Regions from separate parts of the Hordeum vulgare genome. Here region 2 is linked to region 1. Evidence: chromatin contacts called from public Hi-C data. All regions are on one chromosome and are shown on one strand. The core of a region is the stretch at or near the end of the contact, and the rest is flanking DNA. Distances in the headings are between cores, read along the strand shown. Region 1 has its middle 17 kb from the start of LOC123412889. Region 2 holds the start of LOC123413581 (LRR receptor-like serine/threonine-protein kinase EFR).

Region 1 (7,929 bases), core at 2,535-5,034:
CAAACAATGTACCAATGTTATCGTGCGGTGTAATATTAAATGCTATACGGACTGTTTGCCATAGGATTTTTGCTTACGGACAATGGAGGAAAAGGTGTTTGAAAGTCTCATTATTGTCATAGAAGGAACATATTTTACTTCCCTCCCAATTTCTCTTTCCCAAATTATCTCTGGTAAGGATCACCTTCTTGTGGACAAACCACAAGAAGATCTTGCTATGCAAAGGCACTTTCACCTTCCTGATATGATTGGACTTGGGCATTGTTGTTGCATCAATGAGGCTCAAGTACATCGACTTGATAGTAAAGATGCCAGTAGACATTAGCTTCCACTGAAGCCTATCGGCCTCCTCTGATAGCTGAACATCCATGAGTCTTGTGACTAAGTGCAACCATGCCTCCAATCTATGCCCTATTATAGCTCTCCAGAATTGAATATTTAGAGGGTTAGACTGTAACATTGTGACAACGTATGCCTCCTTACGTTGAACAATATTATACAGCGATGGATATTGTATGGCTAGAGCCGTATCCCCCAGCCACGTATCCACCCAGAATCTCGTAGACTTACCATCTCCAATGATAAATTTAGCTTTGTGGCAAAATGTCGCTTTCATTTTCATCAAGCCTTTCCAGAAAGGAGAATCATTGGGCCTCACTGTTACCCGAGCCAAGGTTTTAGATTGTAGGTACTTATTACGCAGAATTTGTACCCACATGTCTTTCGTCTCCACAGATAGTATGAACAACCATTTGCTTAGCAGACATATGTTCTTTACCTCTAAATTTTTAATTCCCAAACCTCCCTGGTCCTTAGGTCTACAAATAATATCCTATCTAGTAAGCCAATATTTCTGCTTAACTTCGTCGCTCTGCCAGAAAAATCGAGATCTATAAAAGTCCAGTCTTTTCCATACCCCTTCTTGTACCTCAAAGAAGGACAGAAGGAACATCGGCATGCTCGTGAGAACTGAGTTAATCAGCATGAGCTTTCTTCCTTATAACTTACCTTTCCAGCAGCTTCATTTTTCTCAAAATAGTCCTCAACACATTTCCATTTTTGTTTGGTAACTTACGGTGGTGAATTGGTATACCTAAATATCTAAGCGGTAGGCTTCCCAGTTCACATCAAAATAGTTGTTTATATGTGGCTTGTTCATCTTTCGCTCTCCCAAAGCAGAACAATTCACTCTTATGGAAATTAATTTTCAGTCCCGACAACTGTTTGAATAAACACAGAATAAGTTTCATGTTTCTGGCTTTTGCAATATCATGTTCCATAAATAATATAGTGTCATAAGCATATTATAAGATAGACACACCATCATCCACTAGATGTGGTACTAGTCCACCAATCTGTCCTTCCTCTTTGGCCCTCCCTAATAGTATTGCCAACATGTGTGCAACTACATTGAATAGGATGTGGGACATTGGATTTCCCTGCCGGAGCCCTTTGTGCATTTGGAAGAAATGTCCTATATCATCATTGACTTTAATTTCAACGCTACCTTTTTATACAAATGATTCGACGTGCTTCCTTCATACCTCATCAATTCCCTTCATACGTAAGGCTTGTTGTAGGAAAGGTCATTTAACCTTATCTTACGCTTTCTCAAAATCAACCTTGAAGATCACCCCATCTAGCTTCTTCGAGTGAATTTCATGCAGTGTTTCATGTAGGACAACCACACCCTCTAGTATGTTTCTGTCCGGCATGAACGCCGTCTGACTAGGTTGCACCACTGCATGCGCAATCTGCGACAATCTATTCGTCACAACCTTTGGAAAAATCTGGAAACCCACATTGAATAGGCAAATAGGATGAAACTGTTCAATACGCACCGCCCCCTCCTTCTTTGGCAACAACGTGATTGTCCCAAAGTTAAGGTAAAAAAGCGGCAGGTGGTCATTAAACAGGTCTTGAAACATTGGAAGTAAATCACATTTAATAATATGCCAACATTTCTTATAGAACTCAGCCGGAAATCCATCCGGACCTGGTGACTTATTGTTTTTCATTTGTGAATTTACCTCAAACATCTCTTTCTCCGTAAATGGTGCGTTTAATATCTCAGTCTTGTCATTCCCAAGCCGAGGAATATCACCGACCATCTCCTCATCCATGGATACAAAGTTGTCATGAGGCTCTCCGAATAAACGCTTATAATACTCAGAGATGTACAACTTCAGATTTTCGTGTCCAATGATCGTACCCTCATCTTGCTCAAGCTGGTAAATCTTTTTCTTTCTATGTTTTCCATTCGCAGTGAGATGGAAATACTGCATATTGTCGTCACCATAAACCACCTGATGCACTTTTGCTCTAAGTGCCCATTTCAACTCCTCTTCTCGAAGAAGTTGTTTAAGACTTAGTTATGCATCTGCTCTAGATGACCTCCCATTGTCATCTAACATCGTGGATTTGGCTTTTAAGTCTAGATCGTTAATAAGATTGAGAAGTATTTCTTTCTCCTTCCTATATCTCCCGCTCTCATGTTTAGCCCAGCCCCTTAGGAACTGCCTCAGGTGTCTAATTTTGTTTTGTCAACGATCGACATTCGATGCTCCCCCAGTTTCCTTAGCCCATTCTCTAGCTATTAGGTCCACAAATCCTTCTTTCTCAAACCAAGCTGATTGAAAAGAAAAAGAATCTTGTTGCCCGCATGTGTAGCGTCACCCGAGTCAACAACCAAAGGGGTATGATCAGAAATCGCTCGCGGTAATGCTCGTGCTGTTACAAGAGGGAATTTCTGCTCCTAATCCACACTAGTGAGAATCCGATCCAACTTCTCAAAAGTTGGATTAGGTAAATCATTATCCCAAGTAAATCTTCTGCCCCATAGATCAATCTCTCGTAGAGTTAAGAGAGATGAGACTTCCATGACCAAAACTAGCCCTTAATAGATTATTTATCATTTTTTGTCAAGCTAACAAGTTATTTATCTTACCCGGTCTTGATTTGTAATCACATTTTTTTGTTCCAACTACAATTTATAAACATGAATACAATTAGTGTCGTTTTTACTGTACTCTTTTTGTGAGTTGCATAGAAAAATATCTTTTTGTCGTAGAAGCTCGGCAATTTTCTTTTTTTGAAAAAAAAGTTGCCTACTTGTTTTTGACATGAAATGGTTTGTTACCTGGGGTGTGTTTGGTTTGGTCGTAGCCATGCGATCAAAACTTGGCTAGCCCATATTTGATTAAGTTTTTGGTCGCCCAAATTTTATTCAATAATCAATATTGACGAAAAGATTGAATTGGCGTTGGCTAGAGTCCATGGGAATTGTCAAAACATTGGCAACCATCCAAAAATAACAAAAAAAAAAAGGTAATAGTTGTCACCATCCAATTGTCCAAACATACATGTGGATCCTATCACGAGAATCCGGGCGAACACATACTTCGGGGGGATGCATGTCAATTATCACTTTATGCATTTCCTCTCTCATAGATGCTCAAAAGGATATGATGCGCATGTGTGTTCTAAGCGTCTGTATTGTATTTCTCCAAAGAAATGACCTTCTTTCCAAAACTATTCCCAATCACATGGAGATGACCAAACTAGATTACCTAAGATTCCCCCTTCAACCATCACTTTTTTTAGCTGAAATATGCAAGTTTGGCAGGCTATATGGTTGCGCGTGTCAAGTTAACGTTTTGTAAAGTTCGGTGGTAGACTGCTGGTATATAAAATAGACCCATGCTTGGTGTTGGCAGGACTCCACCGGTCCCTGCGCAACAGCAGTTTGTTACCTGATGTTGACCGACGATCATGGTGGAACTAATTAACATGCATGCATTGCAGTGCAAGGTAGGTAGATCCCTTCTTTCCTCCGAACGACACAAAGCGTGTGTGTGAAAGCCACTGCTTTTGCAAAACTTGCAGCTAAAGTGCCGCGCAATGCATCTTACAGGAAACCGTTAGGATGTCCCCATGGTAGGTAATGCCACATGTTAGTTGGTAAGCATCCAATCATGCATGTGAAGGTGGTTTTTGGACTTGACAGAATTTGTCCAAGTCTGCTACCTATATGGCAGCTATAAGATTTTGCATAAACATGGGCGATGGGATGCGTAGAAGAATGGAGATAGTTAAGGAATAAAAAGTGTCACAAGTAAACATTGACAAGGGAAAGGGTGAAAAAGAAAGAAAAAGGTCTCTGAAAAGAATCATTAGTACTGCAACTGTACGGTGTATACTTAAATATCAGTTGAGTTGGTAACAGGAGTGCATCCTGACAGAGACACTTGACCTCGGGGACTGCATAGATCAATCCGGTGAACACTTTCATGGAGGGACCAAAGTTGGATGCTTCAGAGAAGCTAGATTCTTTAACAACAAACTCTTTGCATCAAACGAGTTCATAATGCCTGCCAGCGTCGCCCGAATGGTCTGAAACAAAACGTGAACAGATATCAAAGTGTGGCCGATCAATGCAGTGAAAGAACGGTACTGAAATGAAATTCAGCACCAGTAGTTTGCCTTATTTTTCAGGACCGAAAATTCATCGCCGAAGATGTACGGAACTAGCCGCAGATCTGCATGTTGTACCATTGGCCGTCACCGTTTATATGTGCACACTGTGCTTGAATTATGAAGTCATGAGTTAAAATAACAGAAAATAGTGGGGGGGAAACAGTCGATCACAGAAGAGCATACAATCAGTCAAGCAGAAAGAACACGAAGCAAGACGGAATGGAATCAGGATGAGCTTGGTCACGTCGACCATGTTTCTCCTTCTTCCCACGATCGGTACGTTCAGCTCCTCGATGCCGATGAGCCGGAAACCGACGGAAAGAGGAGGGAGCACGCGTGGGGGCCGGCGTCTCCACGACGCCGGCCTCCGCCGTGTGCTCGCTCTCTTCTGTCAGTCTCCCATAGGCACGGAGCAGCACGGAACGAAGCACACACTACTTACCAGAGTATAGAACGAACAAACAAACGAACTGCCGGTGATGCTCCCCTGAGCGAGATCCATGGTGGCCGCCGTCGCCCGGGGAGGAGCTATCAGAAGGGAAGACGCGCGAGGGGTGAGGAGGCGGTGGAGAAGTGCCGGACGGAGACTTTGCTTTCGCTTCTTGCACGAGAGAGGCACGAGCTAGGGCAATTTAAATTGCCTGCATCGGCGACGACGGTACGTACGGGTATATTACGTGCGTGCACGGCGCGCCGCACCGGCCGTGGTACGAGCGCCGATCCGGCCGAAGCGAAGCGGCGTGCATGAGTGCTGCCACGGCGCCGTGCGGCGCGCCGGCCGTGTCGTTTCGCCGTCCACTCAGAGTCACCGTACATGTAATAACGGTATCCTTACCCGCCACCAGCAAAATATTATAGTGCTACTTTGTGATGCAAACTGGTCGTATCTCGTGTGGACAAATTTCCAAGCAAACGACGCTCGCTCTACTCCACCTCCACCAACAGAGCGAATAGCACCTTCTCTAGTTATTAAATGGGCATGTGAGACAGCTGCTGACCCTTTACTCGATCGGCAAGAACACACACAACTGATAACATGGAAGACAATTTAGAAATGCAGTTTTTGTAATGCTGGAAAACAAGTGCGCCCTCCCGCCGTAAAAATAATATAGGAACGCTACTTTAGTGATCTAAACGATTTTTATATTTCTTCACGAATGGGGTACTAATTAACAACTCTTAACAAGCTCTTAATTTGGCCTTAGGCCTTTTGGCAAAAAAACACTCTTAATTGGGTTATCGTATTGTTTTGTTATCGAAGTCCGCCTCAAAGGATCTTGATTTATTAAAATTAAAAAGAGAGTTGCCCGTTAATTCACGAAAAAGTAGGCAAACACTCTAAAATGATGTCATCACAATCACCCTCCCTGAGTAGGTAACTTTGACTTTTCATGTTGATTGACCACCAATTTACAATCAATTGGTCTATTATATATTAAAAGTATTTGATGGGATAATCAGAAAATAGAAAAATAGGCAAGCAAATCCCACAGTAATTATAAACATCAACATATATTTCTTGGATTAAGATTAACAACCATTAGGATTAAGGACCCTAATAACCGGCGAACATTTTAATTTTAGGAACATAGCAAGGGTGGCCTACTGATGTTATCATCATCACCCTCCTCCTCGACTTCCCGGTAATGCACTGAAACGCAGAAAACATAGTTCTCGACCTGGTGCCGCGAAATGTGCTAATTGATAACTTAGATGGCTGATACCTCCGTGCCTCCGTGATAGGTTCATGCTCCGTAACTCGTAAGTAAATCTCGGTTCATAGCTCTACAAACAGCATAATTGACTAGCTCCACCAACTTGAATTTGTGTGTGTGTGTGGGGGGGGGGGGGGGGGGCAAGTGCCCCATCCATCCTACCCGTGCACGACACCACAATATATTTCTTTGACGGTTATGTTCAGTATCATGATTATTTAGGAGGCATGGAATACACTAGAATTTGTTCTATCTTCCCTTGTATCTCAAGATGGCCATGCACTCCTATATATGTGCCCATGTGTATTGCTATTAAAAAGGCTAGCATTAGCTAACTTGTAGTAGTAACGCTAGTCGGACATGCGCTACTGCTATCCTTACGTAGCAGCAGCGTGGGTTGGGCCAGCGCTATAGGTAATGTTAGCAGTAGCGCTGGTGCTACTGAGCGCTACTGCTAACATTACCTGTATTTTTTTCTGCTGCGTATTTGTGTTGTAATACATGTTTTACATAGTAGTGTTTTTTAGAAAGGTTTTATACAGTAGTCTAATCATATCATAAACATACAATATGCTCATCATATCATACACATAATAGTCTCATCATATCATCACATCATCCAACACAAATGATGTCGTCTCTCATCATAATCTCGATATAGCGATACAAGTTAAGTGACATGTCTCGAATACAAGCAATTGCATGTTCATCACATACACATGCTTCATTGTCTATATCTAAACTAAGATATAGAAGAGAAAAGATATCACTATGAGTAAGAGTGCGATAACGTAGTAGTTCTTGAGGCGCCGGTTCCGATCCCTCTCTCGCGCTAGCGTGAACCTCAAGTAACTATCTTCCACTTCGGCTCCGCTATCGAACCCTCTGTGGCTGCCTCCCAGGAACCGATACACCTGGGCTTGACACTCTTGCCACTCGTCGTACACTCCTGAAACCTTTCCTATGTACATAGCATAGCAGTTCTTCGCCATCGATGATCTATATACCGACATCATCACATGATGCATTCACCGGAAATATGCAACATAATTAATATAGTTGAGCAACACGAAGAGACAGAGTTAGCAAATTCAAGGAAGATATCATAAACATAAATAACGAAGTTCATCATACCCTAGTTAACACTTGGTTTAGACGAAAGCTACCACTTAGCAGTAACGTCGGCCTGCTGCACCGCGCTACTACTATATTCCTACCTGTAGCGCTAGTACGTACTTCGTGCTACTACTAAGTAGGAGGAGAGATGCTCCCATACCCCGCGCTACTGCTAAGGTTTTATCTATAAACTTTATCCTAGTAGTGGAGGATCAGGCAATAAACAATCCCACAAAGGTAGGGTCTTGCTGGCAGACGAAGGAGGTGACAACGACACACATTGCAGGTTTGCTGGCGTCGGTGGCTGCGTCGGTGAAACTCGATGCTTTAGCAGGGCCTTGCCGATGTCAGCCTGGCGGATGGCCGCTACAATGGCCCCTAGTGACGAAGAGGTGGAGAAAAAAGAGGTGGTGTTGGACGTCCTACTCCGACTTATGCTGGAACCACAGAGGTGGTGTCGGACGTCGTACTCCGACTCGTGTGGGATAATATGAATCGGGACGGCCCATTGGGGGGAAACGCAGGGATCGATCATGGTCTTCACGGAGATCACTATTTAACAATACGTAGGTACATAATTTCAACCTATCACAAAATACCCAGAACAAAGTATTGTGTTGGT
Region 2 (7,929 bases), core at 2,152-4,651, 75 kb after region 1:
CCTTAGATATTTACATGGCACAAAAGATCTTGGCTTATTCTATCAGAAAAACCAAGATATGACTATGGTAGGATATACTGATGCTGGCTATCTATCTGATCCTCACAATGCCAGGTCACAAACAGGTTTCGTATTCTTATATGGTGGAACTGCTTTTTCATGGAAGTCAACAAAACAGACTCTCGTAGCAACCTCCACTAATCATTCTGAAATTATTGCATTATTTGAAGCATCTAAAGAATGTGTATGGCTTCGCAGGATGATTAACCATATTCAAATTTCATGTGGTGTTGGTTCATTAGGATCACCAACTATTATATATGAAGATAATGCAGCCTGCATTGCTCAAATGCAAATGGGTTATGTGAAAAGTAATATCACAAAACATATTTCTCCTAAGTTATTCTATCCTCATGCATTACAGAAGGATGGAGAAATTGATATTTTACAAACTAAATCATGTGACAATCTAGCAGATTTGTTCACAAAGTCTTTACCAAATTCAACGTTCCAGAAATACATTCATGGAATTGGTATGAGACGATTCCGAGATTTGCAAAGTTCAAGGGGAGAAATCTCCTGAAAATATAACCCTTTAATTATCATCAGGTAATGAATATTGTACTCTTTTCCTTTATGAGTTTTTCCAACAGGTTTCTCATATAAGGTTTTTAACGAGACAATTAAATACAAGTATTGATGTATGCCATATCATATTTCTCCTTATATTTTTCCTACTAGGTTTTAAAGGAGTTTTTCATGGCACATCTCATTGCACTCTTTTTATTATGAGTTTCTTTGACATTTTCTCTCATAATGTTTTTAATGAAGCAATATCTTATCAATGATCATATATCATACTTTCTATTTTCCCTATCGGGGTTTTTAAAGGAAGTACTCAAGACATATATTGTTCTCTAAACTCAAAAATGAGTTTTATCCCTCTATAAAGGTTTTCTCGAATGAGTTATCATGAGGCAATAATCATTATATGTTGCACAATTTTCTCCTTATTATTTTTCCACTGGGTTTAAAGGAGTTTTAGCAACATATCTACACTATTCTCCTCATATTTTTCCCACAGGGTTTTTGGAGGAGACTTGAAAGATTATACAACGATTTTTCAAGATGAAGATGAGGAACATTCTTAAAGAGAAAAATTTACAAGGATTATTATTTATCAAGATGATGCACATTTACAAAGACAAGCATGGATTAGGGGGAGTGTTAGGAATTAGTTAAATGTATTAATTAATGGGATAATCCCTGCGTTGCCGGTTGCCTTGTTTTAGCAACCGTTCCTTGTAAACCGCCTCTGTAACAGGGGTATAAATACCCACATCTTCATCAATGAAAAGACGGTTCCATCATTTTATCCTCTCTCTCGTTTTTAAACGGTATCTTCAGAAATAATTAGATGACAAGTCTAGCCGTTGCAGCAACGAAGCATTGGCAAGTGAATCTGGAATGTGTCCTTCAAACTTGTTAGTACCCAAGTAAAGCACTTGCAGAGAAGGGAGAAGATTGCCAATGTCGGATGGCAGTGTGCCACTTAACATATTTTGTCTCACATCTAGGACTAGAAGATATGATAGATTAAACAATTTTGCTGGAACTCTACCTGATAACCTATTTTCGCGCAGTATCACCCAAACCATATTTGGCAATAGGCCAAGCTCTTCCGGAATGCTTCCCTTGAGATGATTGTGTGCAAGTGATATTGCTAGTAACTGAGTCATGTTGCTGAAGGTTGGCGGGATGTTTCCAGTAAGGTTATTGTTGGAAAAGTCCATAATATTTACTCCTAGATTGGAGAGGGAGCCTGGAATATTCCACTGCAGTGAGTTAGAAGAGAGGTCTAGTATTGTGAGTCTGGAACAATTTGCAAGTGCGTCTGGAATATTCCCCTGCAGTGAGTTGTTGGATAGGTCAAGATATTTAAGAAAGGTTAGGCTTCCTATAGAGGGTGTGATTTCGCCTTCCAAGCTCAAATTCTCGAGATTCAGCACTGTAACACGTCCTGGGTGTGTTCTGCTGCAGTTGACTCCCAACCACATACAGTAGTTGATGCTGTCATTCCAAGAGCGCAAGGCTCCTGTCGGATCCTTTGTGATGGCCTTTTTGAAATCGAGCAATGAACGTCGATCCGTGGTGTTACCAGAAACCACGGAGCAGTAGGCGTTACCAGCTCCATAAAACAGCAGTAACAGTAGTGCTGGCAGCACAAGCGTGCTCGGTTCCAGGGATCTCCGTGTTGCCATGAATTTAAGTCTGTCGCCTGCAAAGCCGCAAAGGGTAAACCATATGCACTTTCAACAGCAAGTCCAAAGCCAAAGTACAGATGATTACTCAGTACTGGGAGGAGAGTAGATACGTACGCACCTCTGCTAGCTTGCTCGGCCGGAGCGCACGGCACGGCAGGCGGCAGCCTTCTCTGCTACGGTTTTCGCCGGATGGTGGTGGTGGTGGTTTGTGAGTTGGGTGCTGATTGCTGAAGCAAGCTCAGGCCCCCATCATGGGGATTAAGAACACATGTACAGCGTCCTCACGTCCACACGCCAGGGCCGCATCTGGCAGCGGAGACCTTGACTCGTTCGCCACCACTTGCGTCGCTGTTTGAGGTGGGCAAGATTATCGGGGCCCGGCCCGGAAGAGAGAACGGCTTACTGACTGTGCAACCTCGTGAACAAATGGCTGCTCCATTAATCGTGTCCGCGCGCGTTCTTCCTCCGGTCAAGATTTATTCTATCCTTCTGACAGGAACCCTCTGAACGAGACATGACATGAGAGAGGCCGTCACAAAGAGGAGAGGCGCCACATACTTTATTCTATGGTAGGAGCTTTGTGAGATGGCCCTTTTCTTTTTCTTAGAAAAGGAGGTTAAACCCCCGGCCTCTGCATCAGTTGATGCATGCAGCCATTTTATTAATTATTCCACAAAGGTTTAACAAGAGTATACATCAAATCACCTAAAGTCAACACTCACACATACAAACTCGATAATGTGGAGTGCTCTCACTCCGCATATCTAAGACCGGTGTTGTTTCCAATCCATCTACATAACGTATCGGGAGCAACACACGGTGCAGCACACCTAAAACGCACACCTCACGCACACGTTTTACCAGCCGCCATCATCCTCGAACCATTGGCCCATCTTCAGGAAAGAGATCCGCATCATCCTTGCCAGTCCAATCATCCGCCGACGCCACCACGACGCCCAACGGCGTCACTGCCCTGCGTTCATCCATCCAGATGTGAAGTCTCCGAAAGATCTGTCGTGCGTAGCACCTACCAACCAGACATGACTCTGCGTAGCACCTGTTGGCCAGGCATGACTTGACAGCTCCACCGAAACTCCGTGCAAGACGAAGCCGCTCCACCTTCTGCCACAGTCTACCAGCGCTGCTCCACAAACGATGCTCCCAACAGAGAAACGGCACCGCAGTACCGCCATCGTTCGATCTGGAAGACCAGATCCTAGGGTTTCCCCCGAAGCAGTGCCCACCACCACCAGCCGTTCAGGACCCACACAGTGCCCATCACTATTCAGCCCTCAAGGCGACGCCTTCAGGAAGGTCACGACATCAAGGACGCCGCCGCCGCCCACCGGAGTTAGGGTTTTCACCCGAGAGCCAAGGAAGAGGAGCAGAGGAGCAGATGTATACCGACGTCTCCAAAAAGAATAACGACGCCCTTGAGCGTCGTCGTCGGCACGGCCGGCCTGGGCCAACCAAGGGGTTTCCCCCAATCCGAATCTCCTCCACCGGCTTCACCCGCCAGTAAGGCCCCGGCAACCAGGCCGGCACCGCTAAGAATCCGCAGGATAGAGGCCCACAGATCAGGACCTGGGGCGCAGGTGGCGGTGCGGGCAGCGGCCGACGAAGAGGAACAACACACCTCCACAACGACGCTTCCAAGAAAGATAGCGGCACCCGCGGGCGTCGCCGTCGCGGCTCCGATGAAGACCGGAGCAAGGATTTCTCTCGGAGTTGCGCTGGATATCCACCGCCACCGACCGCTAAGCATGGCCGCCACGCACCAGCCAAGGCCACTGCACCGCGCGCCCTGGACACTGCTCGTGCCCAGCCGACCAGCTCAACCTCGCCCAGCTGCCGCTCCCTACCACCAGGGCCGAGAGCCTCGCCAGATCCGGCCATGGAGCCCCGGATCCGCCCTCCGATAGGCGAGATCACCGGATCCCGCAACCGCCACGCGAGGCGCCGCCGCCATAGCCCGAGGGCCGACGCGAGGGGCCCCGCCGCCACCATCCTCGGGGCGCGCGCGGGTTTGCCGGCGCCCCCTCCGGCAGCGGCGAAGCAGAAACAAGAACAAAACTGGCGATACGAAAGATGTATTCAATGTTCCCGCGGGATGGATCATGGATACAGAAAAGGAACTCGGTCCGAGGAACGATATGTGAGAGGAGTGAAGGAGAATATGCTCGAATACCCTTTGTCATACGAGAAGAGGTGACTGACTGAATTCGCTCTGCTTTCTTGTACACACGAGGTGCCGCTGCCTTCTTTTTTTTGAGCAAGCTGCCGCTACCTTCTAGGCTCGCGGTAACCAATCCACCCACCCCCCACCCCCACAATACAATTATTTTCAGGAGCGGCCACCATTTTGTTTTTTTCAAATGGAGGCCTTTTATTAACTCCTCCTATGTTGTCTCAGCATAGCCGGTCCCAAGCCCGGGTAAAGGAGAAGGGTTGTGATAAGCATGGCGAGCCAACGTGAAAAATCCAGCCACTCTTATGGAGATGAAACCCAAAGGAAACTCGTTGGGGCGTAACCCTCTTAGCGACGCGCCACATCGGAACCCGGGTGTGGTGTCAAATGGGCAAGGGTCGGGCCGTCACCCCCTTGGTGGCGCACCGTATCTTGATCTGGATACGGTGATAAGTGAGCAAGGGTCGGGTCGCCGCATCCTTAGTGGCGCGCTGCACCGACGCCCCGATGTAGTGAAAATAAGCAAGGGTCTTCGCATTTGACTCGACGAGTGCGGAGGGTAAGGAAGTTAGCCGAGCCTAGGAGGATACGCTTAGGTAGCTGGAACGTAAGGTCCCTGACTGGTAAGTTACGGGAGCTAGTTGATACGGCGGTGAGGAATCGTGTTGATGTCCTATGTGTCCAAGAGACCAAATGGAAGGGACAAAAGGCGAAGGAGGTGGAGGATACCGGCTTCAAGTTGTGGTACACGGGGACAACTTCAAACAAGAATGGAGTAGGCATCTTGGTCAACAAGAGCCTTAGGGATGGAGTTGTGGACGTTAAGAGGCAAGGAGACCGGATGATCCTTGTCAAGCTGGTAGTTGGGGACTTAGTCCTCAATGTTATCAGCGTGTATGTCCCGCAAGTAGGCCACAATGAGAGCACCAAGAGGGAGTTCTGGGAAGGCCTGGAGGACTTGGTTAGGAGGGTACCTATTGGTGAGAAGCTCTTCATAGGAGAAGACCTCAATGGCCATGTGGGTACATCTAACATAGGTTTTGAAAGGGTGCATGGGGGCTTTGGCTATGGCATCAGGAACCAAGAAGGAGAAGATGTCCTGAGCTTCGCTCTATCCTACGACATGGTTGTAGCTAACACCCTCTTTAGGAAGAGAGAATCCCATCTAGTGACGTTCAGTAGTGGTCTACACTCTAGCCAGATTGATTTTGTCCTCTCTAGAAGAGAAGACAGACGCGCTTGCATTGATTGTAAAGCGATACCTGGAGAGAGTGTTGTCCCTCAACATAAGCTTGTGGTTGCTGACTTCCGCTTTAGGATTCATGTCCAATGGGATAAGCGCGCCAAAGTCGCTAGAACGAAGTGGTGGATGCTCAAGGGGGACACATCCCAGGCTTTCAGGGAGAGGGTCATTAAGGAGGGCCCTTGGGAGGAAGGAGGCGATGCAAACTTGATGTGGACGAGTATGGCGACCTTCTTGCGAAAGGTCGCTGTAGAGGAGTTTGGGGTGACAAAGGGAAGTAGAAGGGAAGCTAAGGACACCTGGTGGTGGAACGATGAGGTACAAAAGGTTATTAGGGAGAAGAAGGACTGTTTCAGATGCCTATATCTGGACAGGAGTGCAGCTAACATGGAGAAGTATAAGGTAGCGAAGAAGGCTGCAAAGCGTGCGGTGAGTGAAGCGAGAGGTCGGGCGTATGAGGACCTCTACCAACGTTTAAACACTAAGGAAGACGAAAGGGACATCTATAAGATGGCCAAGATTAGGGAGAGGAAGACGAGGGATGTCGGCGAAGTCAAATGCATCAAGGACGGAGATGACCAACTTCTTGTGAAGGATGAGGCGATCAAGCGTAGATGGCGGGAGTACTTTGACAACCTTTACAATGGAGAGGTTGACAGCTCTACCATTGATCTAGACGACTCCTTTGATGATACCGGCATGTGCTTTGTGCGGCGTATCCAGGAGAGTGAGGTTAAGGAGGCATTAAAAAGGATGAAAGTAGGCAAGGCGATGGGTCCTGATGGTATCCCCATCGAGGTGTGGAGAGGCCTTGGAGACATAGCGATAGTATGGCTAACTAAGCTTTTCAACCTTATTTTTCGGTCAAACAAGATGCCTGAAGAATGGAGGCGGAGTATTTTAGTACCAATCTTTAAGAACAAGGGGGATGTTCAAAGTTGTACTAATTACCGCGGAATCAAGCTGATGAGCCATACTATGAAGCTATGGGAGAGAGTCATTGAACACCGCTTAAGAAGGTTGACAAGCGTGACCAAAAACCAATTTGGTTTCATGCCTGGGAGGTCTACCATGGAAGACATCTTCTTGGTACGACAGCTGATGGAGAGATACAGGGAGCAAAATAAGGACCTTTATATGGTGTTCATTGATTTGGAGAAGGCCTATGATAAGATACCTCGGAATGTCATGTGGTGGGCCTTGGAGAAACACAAAGTCCCAATAAAGTACATTACCCTCATCAAGGATATGTATGATAATGTTGTGACAAGTGTTCGAACAAGTGATGGCGACACCGATGACTTTCCGATTAGAATAGGGCTACACCAAGGGTCAGCTTTGAGCCCTTATCTTTTTGATTTGGTGATGGATGAGGTCACAAGGGATACACAAGGAGATATCCCATGGTGTATGCTCTTTGCGGATGATGTGGTGCTAGTCGATGATAGCCGAACGGGGGTTAATAGAAAGTTAGAGTTATGGAGGCGGACTCTAGAATCGAAAGGTTTTAGGCTTAGTAGAACTAAAACTGAATACATGAGGTGCAGTTTTAGTGCTACTAGGCACGAGGATGGAGAGGTTAGCCTTGGTGGGCAGGTGGTACCGGAGAGAGACACGTTTCGATATTTGGGGTCCATGTTGCAGAAGGATGGCGATATCGATGAAGACGTGGGCCACCGAATCAAGGCTGGGTGGATGAAGTGGTGCTAAGCTTCTGACGTACTCTATGACAAGAGAGTGCCACAAAAGCTAAAAGGCAGGTTTTATAGGACGGCTATCCGACCTGCGATGTTGTATGGCGCGGAGTGTTGGCCAACCAAGAGACGACATATCCAACAGTTAGGTGTAGCAGAGATGCGCATGTTGAGATGGATATGTGGTCACACAAGGAAGGATCGGGTACGGAATGACGATATACGAGAGAGACTTGGGGTAGCACCGATTGAAGAGAAGCTGGTCCAACATCATCTCAGATGGTTTGGACATATTCAACGGAGGCCACCGGAAGCGCCGGTACATAGCGGACGGATAAAGCGTGCTGAGAATGTTAAGAGGGGTCGTGGTAGACCAAACTTGACATGGAAGGAGTCCGTTAAGAGAGACCTGAAGGTTTGAAATATCGACAAAGACTTAGCCATGGACAGGGGTGCGTGGAAGTTAGCTATCCACGTTCCAGAGCCATGACTTGGCTTTGAGATCTTATGGGTTTCAACTCTAGCCTATCACAACTTGTT

Evidence for each region. Hi-C and Micro-C count contacts between places; a contact is called where the count stands out from the background.
Region 2: a contact with region 1 is called in a Hi-C map of leaf, with 3 times the contacts expected there. The contact joins the promoter of LOC123413581 here to the enhancer-like site in region 1.

The regions. Positions count from the first base shown.
Region 1 is chr7H:610,939,772-610,947,700 of MorexV3_pseudomolecules_assembly, forward strand. No RefSeq gene overlaps it. Among protein-coding and RNA genes, the nearest start is that of LOC123412889, 17 kb to the left of the region's middle. Within about 2 kb of position 3,785, at least 2 of the 3 cell types and tissues checked have open chromatin away from gene starts, as enhancers often do. A contact at or near this core is called in leaf, where this site is marked.
Region 2 is chr7H:611,015,163-611,023,091 of MorexV3_pseudomolecules_assembly, forward strand. LOC123413581 (LRR receptor-like serine/threonine-protein kinase EFR) reads right to left here and starts at 3,402. Exons shown (of 2, transcript XM_045106514.1): 1 at 2,383-3,402; 2 at 1,130-2,278. The coding sequence starts at 2,261. The coding sequence ends at 1,404.